Regions from separate parts of the Zea mays genome. Here region 1 is linked to region 2. The links are chromatin contacts, called in public HiChIP or PLAC-seq maps. All regions are on one chromosome and are shown on one strand. Each heading gives the region's core, a stretch centred on a gene start, on an enhancer-like site or on the middle of the called end of the contact. The rest is flanking DNA. Distances are from core to core; before and after follow the strand shown.

Region 1 (2,700 bases), core at 76-2,575, 330 kb after region 2:
TAAAATATCTGAATAATCTTACTAAATCAGGATGTCAAATTCAGGAAATCCACATTAATTGTGACAAGTGCAAACAAAAAAAAAACAATCAAAACCATGGCCAGAGACTACAAGAAACTAGAACAGCCCACCAGTTTCATGAGATATACTCGTGTTCTCGTCTGAGTCACCGTCTGAGTCAGCAGTAATAGGAGCACAGCCTAAACAATCAAAACCATGGCCAGACAAAGCGCGTAGGATTTAAAATGGTAATCCATGGTACACATACCACATCGCCATCTCGATGACCGCAAAAATGAATTTATGAATTCTAATTCAGAAATGTCTAAAAAGAATTGTGGTTGATCCATTTCAGATGACTGGAAATTGGCACACCGCTGACAAAATCCAAGAACAAAGGTCATGCCTACTGCCATGAGGAAAAAAATAATACAAGTACCACACTGCAATGATAGATACTATCCACAGTTGAACAACACCAAGCAAGAGCAAAAAAGCTGAATTAATCCAACCATCACCATACTGCTACTTACTATGAGTCATGGCTACAACTACAATGCAGGACAAGAGTATATACTACTAACAATACTAGTATTATGCAATGATGGAATCTTCCACTTGGTCCCTAAATTAACGAATCTCTCACCACGAATCCCTTGCATCGGCAACCAACTTAAAAAGCGAAACAATCAAAACCATGGATCCAGCAGCAGTTCGCCACACCTTGGCATCCTTGGCGGCAAGGCTAGGCTAGAGGTGGCAATTGAGGCAGTTGCAGGTGCGCGGGGTGAAGGAGCAGACGCCGAATGGACGGTTGGGGATGTTGCAGTTGATGGCGTAGCAGCACGGCGCCGGGATGCACATCCCGTGCGGGCCCCCGCAGCAGGTGCACACCGCGCACACCTGGAACCGCCCCACCAGCCGCCGCCCGTGCCAGTGCTCGATGCCGCCGTCCAAGAACGTCTTCCTCAGCCGCGGCGTCCATGCCGCCGTCTCCGACACATTGCCGCCGCCGCCGTCGGTACCAGCCTACAGTAGTTCATCACACAATGGAAGGGATAAACGTCGGTACACGACGCGTTACCAACCAACCCCACACAGGTGCGAGGGAGGGATAGATAAAGAGGGAGGGAGCCGTACCTGTTGTGAGGCTGAAGGAGCTGATACGGCGAGGACAGAGGAGAAGTGGAGGAGGAAGAGGAGCAGGAGAGGGATGGGTGGCCGTGGAGATGAGGAACAGGAAACCATCTTGAGGCAGTGTGCAGTCTGCAAGGTAGAGGAAAGTAGGGGGGCTGTGGTGTGGTGTGCCGTGCATTTACATGTTTGGTCACCAGCCTTACTCGCCGCGCGAGGCCGCTACTTTTTTTAATGCGAAATATTGCTTTGTATCTATATCTATATCTATACTACTTCTTAAGATAGTAGTGTAGGCGTTCACATCCGTGTAATGTACGGTTCTACCCCTCTCCTCCGCGATCCTCCCAGCGCGTAGATCCCGGCTCCGTGACGGACGCCTCCGCCCCACCCTCCTTCCCACGCCATCCGCGTCGCCATCAAGGGATCTCCTACCACCAGTGCGCAGATCCCGTCTCCGCGACGGATGCCTCCGCCCCACCCTCCTCCCCACGCCATAATAAGTCTCCGTGACGGCCACAGCACCGTAGTCGGAGAGGCTGTCCGCGCCCGACCCGCGCGCCCAGCGGAGCGCCAGCTTCGTGACGGTCTTGAACCGCGCGAACAGCGCGGGGGCAGCGTTGCCCAGCGCGGCGCGGGCGTCGAGGGAGAGGCGGTGGCGCGTGGTGGCGTCGACTCCATCCAGCGCGAGCAGGCGTTGCGATCGGTGGGCGAGAGCGACGCGAAGACGAGCGCGAGGATCTCGTCAGGCAGGTCCTGGATGTAGTCCCAGGCGAGCGGCGCAAACGAGGAGGAACTGCCACTGCCGCTGTCCTCCGGAGCGATCTGCATCGGCGCGGTCAGCCGTAGCGGTGGACCCATCGACGAGAGCCACCTGCTGCGGGGCGACTGGGAGGAGAGGCTGGATTTGGAATGCGAGGAGAGAGAGTGGCCCATGCTACGGAACCCCAGGGCAGGCGGAGGAAGAAGTGGCCATCCGGGACGCGCGCGGGGTAGATGCGGGCGAATTTGCCGATCTGGGCGGCACCGGTGGCGTGGGAAGGGAAGGTGAAAGGGAAATATGCCCTTGGGCAATTTCTAATTATGTTTTGGTGATTAAGTGCCTAACACATTTAATTAAGTTCTTATGGTGCTAAATGAAGAGAAAAGTGCAAATCAAGACATGAGGTATGTTTATAGACTTAGTACATTGTTTTGAGTACTAACATATTTTGTCTAAGTGCTAGAAACAGGAAAAGAAAGAATTGCAAATGACTTAGTTGTGTGTAGCCAAAGTCCAGCTCGGCCTGGCACACCGGACTGTCCAGTGCGCCATGCTGAACTCCGGTGAAAAGGCCGCTCTCGGGAAAAACCGGCGACGTATGGCTATAATTCACCGGACTGTCTGGTGGTGCACCGGACTGTCCGGTGAGCCAACGGTCGCCAGCGCAACGGTCGGCCGCGCAATCCGCGGGCGACGCATGGCCCACACCAACGGTCGGCGGGAGGCACCGAACTATCCGGTGTGCACCGGACAGTGTCCGGTGCGCCAACCAACCCGAAGGTGCAACAGTCGTCTGCGCCAGA
Region 2 (2,700 bases), core at 23-2,522:
CCCCACCTCATGGACCTCGTCGGTGACCTCGCTCAGTGGGGACCTTGGTTGGTCACCCCGCCTCACAGACCTGCTCGGTAGGGACTTGGTCGGTCGCCCTGCCTCGCAGACCTGCTCGGCGAGGACTTGGTCGGTCGTCGCGCCTCACAGACTTGCTTGGAGGAGAATTGGTCGGTCGTCCCGTCTCGCAGACTTGCTCGGCGTGAACTTGGTCGGCCAGGAGATTATATGCCTTATTTCGGGTACCCCTTTTCTGGGTACCCGATAGTAATCATTTGCTACTGGTTATGAATATAATTTAAAAATGCAGCATGGACTTGGACGAAGCCAAAAAGGTAATGGGTGATTAAGAAGATCAACATCTCAAAGCAAGGCATTATATGACTCATTGAAGACTTATCAAAATCATGCAAGAGTTCAAGGCACAAGAGAAAGAAGCCCAAGTGAAGAAAAATGAAGATGCGAAGAATACATACTGTAGAGAGCATCAGATGTGTCTAGTGGTGGACCGAATGTTGCATCAGATAGGAGCAATGCATATACTGAAGAATGGGTTGAAGAACTTAGTACACTAGACACATAGGTGTGTATCGTACATGTGCACCAGACGCCACATAAGACATGGCACCTAATAAACTCTACAACGTGTATGCGGGAGATTACAACATATTGAACGTGTCGGATGGCACACCAGATCCCACACTGGATATGGTACTCTGAGAGATTACCAATGCAACCAAACTGGTAACACTGATTGGACATGTCCGATGTCACACTTAAGCTTCAACGGTCGACAGCCGTAGCTTGAACGGTCGACAACAGCTAGTTCACAATGATTAAGTGATGTTGGAGTTATCAGATGTGTATCTATACCACTATATAATCCACCACTTTAAACTTTACAAAACTCACCCAACCAAATCACTCACACCCATAACCTCCACTAAAATCTACCAAACAAATTGCACCCAGGCTTAACACATTATTAAAATCAATGGTTCAAATCGCTGGATAACATCCTTTCTCTTACTTACTCAAATCAATGAAAAATATATTTGAATCATACTTCATCATTCATTTGTCTCCCTCTCCCTCCTGCTCCATCTCCCGGTCCCCACCACCCCTCCTACCCACTCGTGTCGTCGCCGTCGTCACAACCGTTAACCTCTCCTCTTAGGCTACCGTCGCTGTTGACCCTCCATCTTTAGAATCGTAGCGTTAGAACGAGGTACATGCTAGGTATCATATATGTTAGAGTCCCATCACCCATGGGCGTGTTCTTTGCTTTATTTACCGTCTCTCGTCTCTCTCCTGTAACCAAAGCGCCTTCTTCCCGGACTCTCCCCAGCATCTCGCTCCATGACAAATCCCACCGCGGGTAGATCACAGCACGCCATGCCGCTTCACGCGCGCGTGCGCGCAGCTAGTTAGCTAGCGAACAAACCCAGCAGAAACAGACGCCGCCGCCGACAACAAGCGATCTAGAAGAGCACAGGAAGGAGCAAGGTGTTGCTGAGGAAGGCGACAATGGCCGCGGAGCAGGTTCAGCTGTGCATCTCCGCCGACAGCGGCGGCGGCGAAAGCAAGCGTGACGCCATGCCGGTGGCGGTGGCCGTGTCCCTGTGCCTCCTCCACGACGCGTTAGGCGTCGCGCTGTTCCTCGCCTCCCACCCGCTCCACACCGTCTACCTCCTCTTCTTCGCGCGCGGCCTCCTCACCCTGGCGGCCTTCTTCTGTCCGCTCCTCGTCTCCACGTCGCTCCTCCTCGCTGTGTTCGTCACCGTCGGGCCGTACGTCGGCGGCGCCGACTGGTCCGGGGTCAAGTCCCTCGGTAGGACCTGCGGCATTGCCGTCGCAGCACTCTGCGCCGAGCTCCGGCCCGACGGTGCTCCAGCGGGGCTTGTCGCGCAGCTGTGCTCCTTCGTCCTTGGTCCCACCGACGCTGCCTCCCTTCTCCGCGTCGAGGAGATCATGGGTGTTACAGCTTCTTGCTTTGTGTCTGAGGAGGAGCAGAGCTTGTTGTTAATTGGTGAGCCTGCATTTGCGCTCCCAGTAATAGATTACATTTCTGACAGAAGCATCTTGGATTTTGAGAGTTTTGGTGATTTGAAGGACAAAATTGACGAAAAAGTTGTGATTTCCGAGGATATGAAAGGCTCTGATCCTTTGGCTGAGCAGTGTTGCTCCCCCAGAGATACATTATTTGTGCAAAAAATGGAAGCAGAAGGAGAGAGCGGCATTCAGGGGCAGGACTTAATTTTGTCAGCCATTGATGAGGTCAGCGATGGTGTTGAGGAGAAGAGATTGGAGTGTGACCCAGTGTCAGTAGAGATGAAGAAATTTGAGCCAGTGCAATTATTGGAGACCAGGAATTGTCAGGCAATGCAAACAATGGAGATCAAGAAATTGGAGCCATCGGAACTAATGGAAGAAGCCAAGAAACCGGAGATCAAGAAATTTGAGCCACTGCATGCAATTGAGATCAAGAAATCCGTGCAGATCAAGAAATTTGAGCCTGTGGTACTGCCGGAAATCAAGGAATGTGAGACAGTGCAGGCAGTACAGACCAAGCAATTGCCGTCCACGCTGGAGATCAAAAAGTCTGAGCCAGTTGAATCAGTGGAGATCAAGAAAAATGAGCCGGTGAAACCACGTTCTTTGATTGCTCAGCGCATCAAGCTATGGGAAGCACAAGTATCT

The links. HiChIP or PLAC-seq counts read pairs in DNA pulled down with a chosen protein or histone mark.
Region 1: an H3K4me3 HiChIP or PLAC-seq map of leaf shows a contact between it and region 2, with 3 times the contacts expected there. The contact joins the promoter of LOC100276243 here to the promoter of LOC103646931 in region 2. A contact is called at or near these places in 1 of 25 Hi-C or Micro-C datasets (ear) and 1 of 3 datasets of contacts at active chromatin or transcription factors (leaf).

What each region holds. Positions count from the first base shown.
Region 1 is chr2:125,909,127-125,911,826 of Zm-B73-REFERENCE-NAM-5.0, forward strand. LOC100276243 reads right to left here and starts at 1,326. Exons shown (of 2, transcript NM_001150078.2): 1 at 1,141-1,326; 2 at 397-1,029. The coding sequence starts at 1,315. The coding sequence ends at 746.
Region 2 is chr2:125,574,260-125,576,959 of Zm-B73-REFERENCE-NAM-5.0, forward strand. It overlaps LOC103646931, which reads left to right and starts at 1,273. Exons shown (of 1, transcript XM_008671539.3): 1 at 1,273-2,700. The coding sequence starts at 1,528.